Linked DNA regions of Mus musculus: region 2 is linked to region 1. A link is a contact called in public promoter capture Hi-C data. All regions are on one chromosome and are shown on one strand. The core of a region is the stretch at or near the end of the contact, and the rest is flanking DNA. Distances in the headings are between cores, read along the strand shown. Region 1 holds the start of Hirip3 (HIRA interacting protein 3). Region 2 holds the start of Cd2bp2 (CD2 cytoplasmic tail binding protein 2).

The links. Capture Hi-C pulls out chosen DNA fragments and counts their contacts.
Region 2: a promoter capture Hi-C map of adipose tissue shows a contact between it and region 1, with 2.9 times the contacts expected there. The contact joins the promoter of Cd2bp2 here to the promoter of Hirip3 in region 1. A contact is called at or near these places in 9 of 39 promoter capture datasets (the C10 cell line, cranial neural crest, embryonic stem cells and 5 more), 12 of 484 Hi-C or Micro-C datasets (Sertoli cells, bone marrow-derived macrophages, double positive thymocytes and 6 more), 27 of 115 datasets of contacts at active chromatin or transcription factors (the 230-238 cell line, DN3 thymocytes, the NIH/3T3 cell line and 18 more) and 5 of 9 other capture datasets (adipose tissue, embryonic stem cells, liver and 2 more).

Annotation. Positions count from the first base shown.
Region 1 is chr7:126,860,357-126,867,433 of GRCm38.p6, forward strand. It overlaps Hirip3 (HIRA interacting protein 3), which reads left to right and starts at 1,616. Exons shown (of 7, transcript NM_172746.3): 1 at 1,616-2,160; 2 at 2,244-2,364; 3 at 2,462-2,570; 4 at 2,813-3,894; 5 at 3,964-4,129; 6 at 4,207-4,305; 7 at 4,378-4,766. The coding sequence starts at 2,096. The coding sequence ends at 4,541. It overlaps Ino80e (INO80 complex subunit E), which reads right to left and starts at 2,016. Exons shown (of 8, transcript NM_001370765.1): 1 at 1,918-2,016; 2 at 1,349-1,661; 3 at 1,120-1,190; 4 at 884-936. The coding sequence starts at 1,973. It also overlaps a transcript of Taok2 not described here.
Region 2 is chr7:127,192,925-127,199,664 of GRCm38.p6, forward strand. Cd2bp2 (CD2 cytoplasmic tail binding protein 2) reads right to left here and starts at 3,153. Exons shown (of 7, transcript NM_027353.4): 1 at 3,005-3,153; 2 at 2,437-2,537; 3 at 2,099-2,234; 4 at 1,820-1,977; 5 at 1,279-1,717; 6 at 1,091-1,197; 7 at 1-1,006. The coding sequence starts at 2,514. The coding sequence ends at 896. Tbc1d10b (TBC1 domain family, member 10b) reads right to left here. Exons shown (of 9, transcript NM_144522.5): 8 at 6,374-6,528; 9 at 4,535-6,288. The coding sequence ends at 5,647.

The DNA.
Region 1 (7,077 bases), core at 366-2,865:
ACTCTTTGCAAAGGAAACCCAGCCTGTTATTCTGCAGTTACTGCCGTCTTTAATCCTCGTCAAGCTCTAGCCAATCACTTAAAATTCTAGTTTGTGGTTTGGAGAGATGGTACAGTGGTTAAGAGCCCGACTGCTTGCTCTTCCAGAGGTCCTGAGTTCAATTCCCAGCAACCACGTGGTGGCTCAAGGCCATCTGTAATGGGACTGGATGCCCTCTTCTGGTGTGTCTGAAGACAGCTACAGTGTACTCATATACATAACATAAATAATTCTAAAAAATCCTAGAAAACCACTTTTCTTCTCAATACCATTAGTGTGTTTGTGCAGATACCTACATGCTATAGCGAGTGTTTTGAGATTAGTGGACAGCTTTCAGGAGTTGTTAGTCTCCTTTGTTCTTAAAGATTGGGCCTCAGTAACAAACTCTATGCCTCTGCCTCTGGCATGCACTACAGGAATGGCTACTACTTTTATCTTTCTAGTTTACTTTTTCACTTATTATAGACAACTGATAGAAATGACAAGCAGCCAGAGGCTTCCTTCATTTTGCCAGCCTGTGTCAAGCACAGTACCTAGAACACAGTGGATAAGGAAATACTTGAAAATCCAGAGGCGTGGTGTGTTCTTTGGAGGCAGAGGCAGGCGGATTTCTGAGGCTAGCCTCAGGCTAGCCTGGTCTACAAAAGGACTACACAGAGAAACCTTGTCCAATGGGGTGAAAAAAGACAAAACAGGAAGAAGGTGACAGAAGGCAGCAACTAGGCTTAAGAACCATTGGAGGGGCCTGCATCAGCTTCCGGACCCTAGGAGGGTGGACCTAGGAACACGTGTTTCAAGGGCCAGTATCTCATATCTTCCTAAAAGTGGTCATGACTTTGCTCACCAGAGGAGTCTTCATCCACGTTCTCATACTGCAGAAGTCGATCTAGAAGGAAACTGAGACAAGTGGGAAGGAGGGTGGGTATCCCCATTTTGGTGGTCTTGAGCCCTACCTAGTCCCTCCTAGGAGACCCACTGGATCCTCCTAAGACTGCATGCATTTGGGATCCTGTTCCGGGACGGCGTAAGAACGGATTCCCTGGGAGTTAACAGTGCCCTCGTGCCCACAAGATGCCTTACCTCTTGTCTCGGGAAACCTTCAGCAATTTCCTTTGCGCCTTTCTGAGCTCCTCCTGGAAGCACTCGTGCTCCTGCGGCGGACAGGGCGGGTGCTGAGCCAAGAGCAATCCATAAAAGACCCAGAACCCGGAGACATCTCTCCCTACTCACCCCCTTTACCACATGGGTAAACTGAGGTCCTCTCCGAGTTAGGCCTCACACTCCACAACCGCCCCACGCTGGCACTCACGTAAATGAGGAACTTGAGCTTCCGCTTCAGATTCCTGTATTTCTTTTTGTAGTCCACTTCGCCGTCCGCTGGTCCGTTCATGACCCGCCAGGGAGAAACGCCCCGGAGTAGAGTCCCGCTACCCAAGTCCGCCCGGCCTCTCACACCTCCACTTCCGGAGACTTTGCAACGCCGTATGAAACGGACTACAACTCCCAGCGTCCTCCGCGCGCGGGGAGCGTAATCACACCGCCCGCCCTCCTGGGGGAAGACCCGAAAGGAACGCTGCTTCCAGTGGCTTCGCGGTGAGCTGAGGTCACAGAGGAGCTGGACACTGGGGGGGCACAATTATTGATTGTAAACTGTTTATAAAGATTTGGAACCAAAAGAATATAACCAGAAATTCAGTATGTTAGCGAGAATACCGTCTCCCTTCTGCCTTTCGAAACAAGCGACCTAATTTGTTAATCCCGACCACAGGGATTGATTGAACTGATTACGTTATAAAGACTGCCGGCGCCGAACCGGCTTCTAGCGAAAATTTTAACACGTAGTTTTAGCAAAGAGTCGAAACCTCGCTCAAGACCCACCAGCTGCTCAGGAAAAAGCAAGGTCGGCCAAAGTTTTCCGTCTCAGTGCTCCACATCGGAGGCTCAACGGTCCCATTCCTCACGAAGCCGCCGCACTGCGCGTGCGCAAACTACTGTCGCTCGGGAAACCAGCCTTGAAGAAAAAAAGGCGGGAGCAACCAATCCCTGGTGACGCAAAATGGCGCCGGGAGATGAGATGCGAAAATTCACTCGCAGCTTCTTTCGAGCTTGCCCGGACCTCAGGTGCATAGAGTCTGGGTATTAGAGTCTGGGTTGTGAAGGGGAGGGGTTAGGCTGGAACTCTGTCATGACACGTGTCTCTGTAGCTCGGTTACGCACGCCATCGTGCGACAGAAATTTTTGATTCACGTGGGTCGGGATCATCTTGAACCTGAAGAGAAGCAGGCGTTGAAGCGGCTGGTGGAGGAGGAGCTGCCGAAAATGCAGGTGTGGGTCTAACCCTGGGCCAGCAGAGACAGGGTTTGTTGCTGAGGGGTTGGGGCAGGGCATCTTGGTTCGGTTTGCCCTCATGCTGCACCCACAGGCGGATGCTGGTACCAGGGAAGGAAAGCCAGACTTTATCAAAGTGAAGAGGTCTCCTGCTCCCTGCAGTGACCCAAAGAAGAAAAGGTTCCGCTTTAATTCAGAGTCAGGTTAGTGCCTTCTTCCCTGTTTATCTGTCTGTGACTCCAGCATCATTGGTTTCTTCAAAAGGCGAGGCGCATGTATTAATTGCAAGGCTGGGGCTTGGGGGACAGTGAGTCAGGAACCAGCTGGGGCCACAGCTGTGGTGCTTCTTGCTGCCCTTCACTCTTAACCAGAGTAGATCTAGAAGCATCCTATTCTAGATGGAAGGAGAGGGAGGAATCCATCCAGTCCCATCCCCATGTTTCAGAATCCAGCTCTTCACCATCCAGTCCAGATGGCTCAGGACCCTCAACAAAGAACAGGACAACCAAGAAGACATGTCTAAGAAGAGCCTTAAAGAAAGCAGTTGAGAGCACAGATGAAGACCACCAAACAGACCTGGATGCAAAGATGGGATTGGAGGAGAGCAGTGAGGGGGAAGCAGAGGGCTCTGTTAGATCAGGTAAGGTCACCGAGGAAGAGGAGGACATGAAACAAGAACAGAAGGGCCAGGTTAGAAAGCAAGCTGGGGCCAAAGACAAGCAAGTACCACTCAAGGCAGACAGGAAGCAGGTTAGGGAAGAGAGTGGGAGCAGTGAGGAGGAGGCTGTGCTGCAGAGAGCAAAGGTGGAGGGAAGCACAGGTGCTAACTGCCAGGAGGAGAGTGAAGAGAGCGGAGAGGAGAGCCCAGCTAAGAAGAAAGAGCTTAGTGAGCCCAGATCCAGAAGTAACAGAGCAGAGAGAACAGCCAGGGAGAGAAAGAGCTATAAGCAGAAAAGCAGGCCTGGGAGGCCAACTGGAGGCTTGCGAGACAGCGAGGCAGAGAAGGAAGGGGGCACAGTGGGCAGTGGGGACAGCAGTGAGGAGGGGGAGGCAGAGAAGGAAGGAGGCACAGTGGGCAGTGGGGACAGCAGTGAGAAGGGGGAGGCAGAGAAGGAAGAGGGCACAGTGGGTAGTGGGGACAGCAGTGAGGAGGGAGAAGAGCACTCGGTGAAGAGAAAGAGCAAGGTCAGGACCCAGACCGAGAGTGGGAGGAGGCAGAACACAAGCAGCAGGGATGACAGTAACAGCACACAGGAGCAAGCAGCTGCTCAAGGCACTACAAAGTCAGGCAGCCTAGGCAGCAGTAATGGTGACAGTGACACAGAGAGGGAAGTGAGTGACTCCCAGGCAGGACAAAACACCAAAGAGGAGAGGAAGAGCCGCTCTTCCAACAAGAGCTCCAAGAACGGCCAGGCCCGAAGTTGTTCATCTTCATCAGATTCGAGTCCAGAACCCACAGGTCAGAAGGGCAAGGCCCGAAGTTCCTCATCTTCATCAGATTCAGGTCCAGAACCCACAGGTCGGAAGGTGAGAGGACACACCAGGTGGGTGGGATCCACTCAGGAAAAGGGACTTCAGCTGCAAACTCCTTATTAGGCTGCCTCTCGCTGTGGAGAGGACCACCCAGCTGTGGCTAGACTAAAGCGTTACATTCGAGCCTGTGGTGCCCACCGAAACTACAAGAAGCTGCTGGGCTCCTGCAGCTCCCACAAGGCGCGCCTGAGTGTCCTCAGGGCTGAGCTGGAAGCACTGGGCATGAAGGGTGAGAGGGGTGTGCCTGAGATCTACAGGAGGGCCTGAGCACTGGGGAGGAGGCCTCACAAGCTGCTTCTGCTCCAGGGAACCCTTCCTTGGAGAAGTGTCGCGCTCTGAAGCTGCAGCGGGAAGAGGCAGCTGAAGTGGCTGCCCTGGATGTTGCCAACATCATCAGCAGTACAGGTAAACAATTTCTGCTTCAGGGAAGGAAGAGCCTGGGGTCCGGGAACTGATTTTTCTCTCCCCACCTCCCAGGCCGGCCACGAAGACGAAATGCCTGGAACCCTTCAGGGGAAGGGACCTCCCCAGGAGAGACTTATCGCCGAACCCTGGACTCAGAAGAGGAGCAGCCGCGCCAAGCACCTCCAGACTGGTCCCATATGCGTGATATCATCAGCAGTGACGGTGACAGCAGCTGAACTCCCGTGTCCATGGTGGACCTTACCCTGTTATACAAGAGCCTGGTCAGTGGAAGCAACTTCCAAAGACAGACTACAGTGGCAGGATCCAAGTTATTGGCACACTACTCAATTTCATGTTCTCTAAGATGGCCTTGGGGTTCATGTGCAAGCATCCTCTCCAGGCATTTGAGTGGACTGTTGTTTGTTTTTAAAGACTCAATAAAAAATGTTTGTAATTACTTCATCCAAATTGGTCCCAAACCGTCATGCCCTGTCTGTCCTTTGGGGTCAAGAATTTAGTAGTCGAATTCTCTCTCTTATCGATTCCAGAGTTGTCCTAGCCCCTGTACTGTGTCATCCAGTCTGTCACCAGATGGTATCAGAGAGGGTATGGCTCTCCCTCCTCCAGTGTGGCCAATCTGGCCTTAGCAATGTAAAGTTGACTCCAAGAATGTATGCCTAGCATGAATAAAGCCCTGGGTCTCAACCCCAACAACACACACACTCTCAGGCTCAGTTCATCTTCATTCCCATGCCGCCAGGGTCTCTTAGCCTCATACAGGGAGTTTTAGTAGACCCGTCTGGCCAATCAGAGCCCAGGTGTAGTAAGATAGACAAATGGGATCCCAAAGCAAAGCAGAATAAGGACTTAAGCTGATGACCTTCTAGTCATATGTGCACCCACTAAAATCACTACAACTTCAATCACGTCACCCAACTAAGCACAAGTAATACTATCACTTGCCACTGATAAATTCTCCACACATACCTTAGACAAAAAGGGAGACATCCTGTGGTCTGTTAGAATAACCAACAGTTTATTAAAAGCTCGCCCTAGGGCTCTGTGCCAGCCCCATAGCTGAGAGGGGCTCCCATGACTGCTCCCAGGTTTGGCAGCAGCCCTTTCCAAGGTCCTTCCCTTGTCCCCCGCCCCAGCCCTGACCCCAATTTAAAAAAAAAAAAAAAAAAAAAAAAAGACAAGACGGCACAGGACGTCAGACAGCAATAGGAGAATGGTGAGACTCAGGCACCCTGACTGCAAGACCCCTGATCCTTCTGGAGGAAGGCCTCCTCCCATTCTCCTTGCTTTGGCACCAGACCTGCTCTGCCATTCCACCAGGTCTGGGGGCCCTGTTGTCCCCAGTTCATGGCCCCATCACAAGGGTTGTATAATTCTCTGAAATATAATATATCTAGACCCACCCTTCCCCTCCCCTAGGGGACCAGATGAATATTTGACACTCACAGTTCCCACCTTTTATAGGTGGTGATGGAGGGAGACCCTGGCACCATGGTGGGGAGGCAGGGCTCCTGGTCAGCCTTGGGGCACCAATGCCCAAGCTGGCCTGGGGTCACTGGCCAGCCCCAAGAAGCTCATGAGATGAGGAGGTCTGATGGGGGAGCTGGAGCCAACATCTGTCCCCACCACCACTGTGTAGGCTTCAAGCACACTGCCTGTAGGATCAGGCACCACCCACTCCCACCTTGCCCTACTCCTCTGCCCACCACTCTGGACTTCAGGAATAGAAGTGGGAGGAGCCGTTGAGGATGTGGGAAGCAACACTGGTGCTTCGGCTCAGCGGCCCTGGCACTGCAGCAGGTGGGCCGACGTTCTCACCACTGCTGCCCCCTGACGCTGCCCGCCTTAGGGGTTGAGGACTGTTTCTTAGCAGCAGCAGAGCCCCTCCACGGGGTGTTCCACTCTGTGTTGGGGGCCCTAACCAGTTTGGAGGCCCTGGGGGAGCCAGCAGAGCTGGCTGACGCCAAGCTGGTGGGGGCATGCCTGGTGGAGGAGGGCCATGGCTCCAATGGGCCCCTGAACGGGGAACTGGACGGGAGGGCCAGGCAGGGGCGGGGGGTGGAGCAGGATAGCCCTGGGCCGCAGCTTCAGCTGGAATGCCCCCCAGAGCCATGCTGGAGAAGCCCAGTCTCATGCTCTCAGCATCGAAGGCCTCGATCTCACGGGCCTGCCGCTCAAGCAAACTCCGGATACGTTCCGAACGGCCTGTCTGTAGGGCCAGCAGCTCTTCTTCCACCTGGGACACCCAGAACAGGGGTGAGTCCTGGAACAGAGAGCCTGCCCTTCCTTTCCCATCTTGGGGGGACAAACCCCTTACCCGTTGCTCTAGCAGTGCCCGCCTCAGAGCTACTCTCTGCTCCAGCTCCCTCAGCTCCCGCTCATGCTGGCTCTCTGTGCGGATCTTGATCTTGCTCTGGTAAGCGTTGAGGAGCTCCAGCTCCTGCTGGAGCTGCTGCCGCAGGGCCTGAAACTCTGCCTCTTGGGTCTCATCAAGCCGGAGCTGGAGGACAGGGAGAACAGGGTTTAGGGACCTCCTCCTCTGTCCCCATCATCCTCCCCTGCCCCAGTAGGCCTGGGCCCTAAGGTGGCAAGGAGCGGCAGTCTCAACCTCTATGAGAATGGAAGATGGTCATACCCTGTGGCACAGCAATTACACTTGCAGGAATCTATCCCCCAGGTATACTTGCACATGTGCTCCAAGTGTTCACGGAAGCGTTGTGATAGCAAAATGCTGGAAACAACCTAAATGTCCAC
Region 2 (6,740 bases), core at 1,903-4,402, 330 kb after region 1:
GAGCAGAGCAGCATGGTGGGGTGAAAACTTAGGCCCTGCCTGCCTCCCACAGCCCTCTACTGCACTCCAGATTCCTGGAAGGGCCAGACCGACTGTTTCCTCGAGGCACCAGCCCCATGCCCGAGATGTGGGAGCCCAGGAAACGTACACTACAATGCCTGAAAGGCCAAGCAAGAAAAAGCTTTATGCCAAAAAAGGTCAGGAGACTTAGCTCCATGGCCAGCTCTCTATTACTGTGGCATCTCCAATAAGCCACTGCACTTTGCCCCCCTCTGTGTCACATGGTGGCTCAAGCAACCTTGAAGTGCTACCAAGTTTATACTTCACCTAAAAGCTACAGAAGCTACTGCAGGGGGGCGAGGGGTAGAAAAATCAGACTATGGAAGAAGAGAATGCATGTTTAAGAGAATCTCTCAATAGGATTTCAAGGTCTTCCCAATGTCCCAGCTACAAGGGAGCTGCCAGGACAGAGCATTTGAGGTCCTAAAAGTCAAAGATCAGCAGAACAGGGACTTGCAAGGGAGACTGGAGAAAAGAGTGATGGAGGGAATTTTACACAGCAAGTAGAAGTTGTCTACGTAGGAAAGTCACAGGACATCTGATGGGCCCTACCTCTGCCTCCAAGGGTGGGAAAAAAAACTGAGGTGGTCCAAGACACCAGAGAGAAGCAAGTGAGGAAGTCTCTCGGGAAGAAACGCTCAGGGACCTACCAGGTGAAGCCAAAAGGAGCTATGGAGAAGCCCTGGCTCTTGGCCATCGCACAGTCAAGGCTTTTATTGGGAAACAATGGCTTTAAAGTGGCCTCCAATATCCTCACTGCCCAGAGCAGCTGGGGCTTCCTCTGCCAAGTTCAAGAAAGAAGGGGCTGCCGTGCCGCATGGGGCCCTTAGCGGGCTCACGTGTACAGCTCAAAATCAATGCGCTTGGAGTTGTAGAACTGGCCGCCCGGAGGGTCCAGCTTCCGACAATAAACACCATCCGGGAAGTAACCTTCACTCACCCACGTCTGTAAGAACAGAGGACAGAACTCAGGCAAGCTGACAGAAGGTGGGCTGGACAGATGGGACAGACGCGGCAGGGGGCAGCTCACCTGCATCTGGGCACTGGTGAAGGGTCCATACAGCTCGGCGTCCCCCGTGTTCTCCCATTTATACTCCCACATCACATCCATCAGGCCATCTCCTGCTGACTCTGCCTCTAACACAATGAACGATACTTGGGCCTCAAGCACTCAGTCTCCAGCCCACACTGCCCCCCACCCGTGCCCTCCAAACTTACCCTCTCTTTGGGTAGGGGTTGGGGTTTCCAGTTCACCCTCTGCTACTTCCTCAGCAAACATGTCCAGGGAGGGTGGAGGTGTGGGGTCATGGGATCCCTGGGCCCGACACCCCAAACCCTTCAGTCGCATAGCCAACCGTTCCCTTGTTTCCTGGTACACACCAAGGTTGCCTCGTGCCACCATTTGGTCAGCTAACCCAGACAGCCGGTCTAGCCGCTGGGGGGAATTGGGCCGTCCAGTCCCCTTGCTGTTGCTCCCTTTGCCTCCTCCTCGGGCCCCCAGCCGCCTAAGGGCCCCAGCCACTGTCTCTCTTGGCAACAACAACTCCAAAAGTCCCTCCAGGAGTGCTTGGGCGCTCATTGGAGTCTGACCCAGGCTGTCTTCCTCCTCCGAGTCTGAAACCTGGTGCTTATCAGGGGGCCGTTCCTTGATCCTCACCTACAAGGAAAAGATAATTAGAATTTCTTACAAACTTCCACCAGGGCCCAGGCCCTGCACCTGCACTCCCAGGCCTCAGCCAGAATAGTCCCTGGGCCACACCCAGTCAATGTTGTCCAGCCAGCTGTCTCGGATCTGCGCATCCTGGTTCAGGAAGTAGTTGCCATCAGCATCAAAGTGGCCTTCCTCCATCTCTTCCTGCAGGTTGAAGGGTGTGATCCTCACACCGCCCTCACTAGGGAGAGTAGCTGCTTCCTGACCTGCACCGAAGACATTGGGGGTGGGGCATGCTAGACACGCAAAAGGGAAGCAGGCACACCTCCCACCTCCATCCTGAAGGCTTGTCCCCCCAACTCAGTTAACGCTTCGGACATAGCTCACCTTCTACATCCTCTGAGGCCAGGATATCATATTTGCTGGACCCTTCCTCATCATCATCCTCTTCATCACTGTCTAAAGAGTGCTTGCCTTTGAAGCGGCTCCCAGGACCACCTGCTGCAGCCACAGGGTCCACCAGCTGTGAGGAGGCCGAAGCAAATGAGAAATGCAGCCAACTGGGTAGTTCCCCAGATACTCCAGGATCTGTACACAAATCTTTCCAAACCCAGTGCGCCGGGGAAAACTAACACTTCCTTGGCTTCCCGGCTTTCCTCCCATCAGATTTCTCCTTCTTCTTTCCTCTCAGTCCTCCACGGAAATTCGAAATCTGGCCATCTCACCTTCTTTTTGGGCACACTGATTTCATCTTCACCATCCTCATCTCCAACACCCTGAAAAGTCACTTTCCTCTTTGGCATGATTGGCTGTGGATTTCCTCCAGCTGGACCTCGGAAAAAGATATGTAGTGAGGAAGTGAGGTAAGGAGAGAGGACCGCGGGGGAGTGCAGGGGCCACCAACATTTTTCCTGGTAAATGTGAGCGAGGACAGATCGCTAAAGCATCTGAGAGAACTAGCAGGCACGACGTCCGGGGTTGGTTGGGCAATTCTGAGGCCCGGAGGAGAGGCGATGGGAAGGATCTCCGCCCCCGCGTGGACCCTGCGGGTATTCCCACCCGGGGATGGGGAGTCAGGTTCCCCTACGTCACCACTCCCCTACCAGTCCGGAGCTACCGAACTCAACCACCTCTCCCACCCGAGTGCTCACAGAGGCCGGTCGGACCCAAGAGCTGGAGCTGCCTAGATCCCCGAATACCACGTAGCGACCTGCTCGGCCATGTCCTTGGCGTACAAACTAAAGGCGAAGCAAACCCGCGGGGATTCAAACAATCTTACCCGCCGGTGCTCACCTAGGAACCCAGGGTCAGGCGGGGAAGAAAAGGAAAGATGCTTTCGCCGGTATTACATCCGGGGCACCCGCCTTCATCACCCGGAAAAAAACCGTGGAGACCGGCATAGGACCCGGAAGTGGCTTCACTTCTATTCAAAAAGGGCGGATGCATACCATTAGCCAAGGCCGACTCGCGGCAGGAAGTGACGCAAGACCTGCAAAGACTCGCGTGAACTACGTCCTTGCCTCACGGGACTTGAGGATGGCGGGAAATGTTTTATTATTCCTCTACGATGGAGGCTACAGTGAGGATAAGGACGTGGTGTGCTAAGAGGTTCCCAAGGCCTGGATGGAGAGGCACAGGCCGAACAGAGGCTTCGGGCTTCCGTTTGCATGTATGGATAGGGTTCTGTACGCCTAGTGGCCTTCAGTAGACACCCGGGCTTCCGATCTTAACGCAGTCCCAACACTCGGGAAATTGAAACAGGATTGATTGTCGCGAGATTGACGACAGTCTGGGATACAACATGAGACCGTCTATTTTTAAAGAAAGTCTTGCTCTTCTCTCTGAGTCCTGCTTCTGATTATAAGCGCTCGGGCACCTTCCAAACCAAGCCCTTTTAGAACCCAGGAGTCATTTGCACCATGTCTATTCTCCCACTTAATTCCTAGTTTCTGTAGCGGGACAACCATCACAGGAGGTGCCACTGGCTTCCGTCCGTGGCCTGTAACCAGGCAGAAGCCCATCAGTTACACGAAGCCTACCTCATCCCTTAGCAAACTGCCAAAGGGCTGGGATCCAGCTCCTGCAAAGCTGGGGCCAGGTGAGATCTTCCCCAATAGTGAGGTTTAGATCTGGAGCTCTGGGGAACAACTCAAACCTCAACGCCTCCACCCCCGTCCCCACCCTCGGCTAAATAGCTCCGGTGATCCTACTAGAGTTGGAAGAGGGCAGCCAGATGGACCACGCCTTTCTCCTCCAGGGTTTTCTCCCATTGTGAATCATGAAACTTCACTTCTGTGGGTACAGAACACAAGTTCTAGACCAGGAGGGCATCTTGCTACAGACAGGACCCTGAAGAAAGCAGCTCTCAGCACTGCTGGTTCATCCGGAGGGGGTTTTCTCTACCTGGAGACCACACACCCTGATCCCCTTTCTGCTGAGAAGTGCCAAGTGGAGCTTTACGGCCACAGAAGCCCACACCTTTATCATCCTGACCCGGAGTAGAGGGTGTGTGGCAAAGATCTAGCCACAGAAAACAAGAGCTGCGCAGTTTGGTTGTGTGTACCTGCTGGGATGAACCCCAGGCAGTTAGTCTACCCTAGACGCCCAGGGAACTGCACCAAGCTGCTGACCAAGAACCCAGCCCAATCTAAAGATGGTGGTTTTGCACACACTCTCAGGCCCCTCCTTCAGCTTCCAGGGGGCTGAAGCCATTGGAAAGGCGATCCCAGTCCTGCAAGCTGTGCAGAGGATCCCAGGAGGCCAGTGAGAGTGGGAGCAGCAGAATCCAGGCAAAGCTGAGGAGGAAGGAGCTGGACCACTATGTTTGTTGATGAGAGATGAAGTGAGCGTTTACTGTGACTCCTTTTGGGGGTCGAATACTATTCACAGAGGTTGCCTAAGACTATCAGAAAACAGAGACGTACATTATGATTCATAGCAGTAGTATACTGTTATTAAGTAATAATGAAAATAATTTTATGGTTGGAGTCACCACAATATAAAGAACTGTATTAAAGGGTCACAGCATTAGGAAGATTGAGAACCAGTGGTCCAGATGTTCCTGCCAAGACCTGCAGACTGAACCTATGGAAAGTCAGACTTTGTGCCTGCCTCCCCCACTCCCCTTACTCTACAGCACTCTTCAAATAACAAGGCGGGAGACAGATATAACAGCAGGTTCATTTTCCGGTTCCTCAAAGCGCCACAAAACTGCCACTGAGGTGGGACCAAGACAGAAGAGAATGTAAACATTGGGTTCCACCCCTGGACTCAAGGGAAGACCCTTATTCAGAGAGGGGCTTGATGGCTAGAAAGGAACAAAATCGAAGACAGACTTTGTGACTGCAGCAGAGAGGCCTGAGCATACAAAGCAAGTGAGTTAGGAGAGAGCAGGGCACGGGTGGGAAGGAGACGGAGGACACTTCCTAGCATATCCTCTTAAATAAACTGGAGTGAAGCAGCGCTGTGGAGAGGGGAAAGGACAGCACCCACCCCAGGCCAACCTGACCTTCTGTACATAATTACAACACAAGGATATCCAGGAGAGAAAACAGCCTTGGCCCCCAGTAGGCAGTGGGGTGACAGGCAGGGCCCCAAGACAGGAAAAGGAACCTAGCTCCACCATCTAAGGGAAGCCACCGGAGTGTAAGACAGCACCCCAGAAGGATTTCATAGGTGTGACAGAGACCCAAGCTGAGCCTAACTGGACAAAAGGGTCTCCAGACTTGGTCACTGTTACCCTAGGTAATGCAGCTGTCCCTTGCACTGTGGCTGTCCTGGCCATGTACGGATCAGCAGCTGGCAAGGAGTCAGGGGAATCAAGCCACTTTCCTCAGAAAAAGGAAGAGCCTGCCAAGGGGAGCTGGGAGAGCCTGCCAGGGCTGCTCTCGATGAGGGGAAGGAGGAGGGCCATGCCATCCAGATCCAACCAGAGGTCAAAAGTAAGCATCCTGCCGGGCCTCAGCTGCTGACCTGTCCCCACCATCATGGGATGCCGGGGGCCCATCTGCCCTTCGACGCAAGGACAGTTTCCGGCCTTGGCCTTTCTTCTCCAGCTTCTGCCGCTCCTTCTCCTGCTTCTGCTGTTCCTTCTCTTGCTCCTTTTCCCACTTCTGCCGCTCCTTCTCCTGCCTTTCCCGCTCCTTCTCTTGTCTCTGCCGCTCCTTCTCTCGATCTTTCTCCTGTTTCTGCCGCTCTTTCTCCTGCCGCCTGATCTCCTTGCTGGTGCCTAGTGGGGTGCTGTTACCAGTAGGTGAAGGAAGGGATGGATGCAGTCCCTCAGCAATGACGACAGCCCCAGGGACGGGCCCAGCACTAGCCCTGCGGACAGGAGGTGGTGGGGAAGGAGCCCCTCCAACTGCCCGGGAGCCTCTGCTCTTGAGACTAGGGAGGCTGAGGAGGCTAGAGGAAGGGCCCAGGGGTGGCTGCTGCCGCCTGCGTTCCTCATGGATGGCTCGGGAGCCGTGTAGTCGCCGTGAGGGCCGATACTGCAGCTCTCCTCTAGTTTCTCGCCACTTCTTCAGTTGGGCTGCATTCTCCCGCTCAATCCATGCTTCTGTCACTGGGAGGTTGGTTACCTAGACAGAGACATGGAAGCCAGAGTGTAGACCTGTGTGGGAATGGGCTGAAGCAGGTCAGGGTGTGCTGAGGCTCATGGCCTACCTCATGCACCAGGAAGTCCTCCTGCATACACTGTTGTGGTAGGTTTCGAAGCTGCTCCATGGTTTCATACATGCCTTGACATGAGCGCAGCTTTTCCACAGAACCCAGTGTGTGCCGCAGTAAAACCAGAGCCACTCGGAAGATGATCTTAACGCCTACAGGGTCAGAGAAGAATGCAAAGAGAAATCAGGTCCAGGACCTCCGCTGTCTTATGGAGGCAAACAGCCCTGCTGCTGCTGATGCCTGCCAGCCTTACAGCTGAAGATTTCTTGGAGGGCAAGCAGACTCTAGGCTGGTGGCCAAACCAAGATAGGCCCTGTTTTTCCAAACTGCAGAGTTTATTATGAAGCCTAGGCCCAACAATACT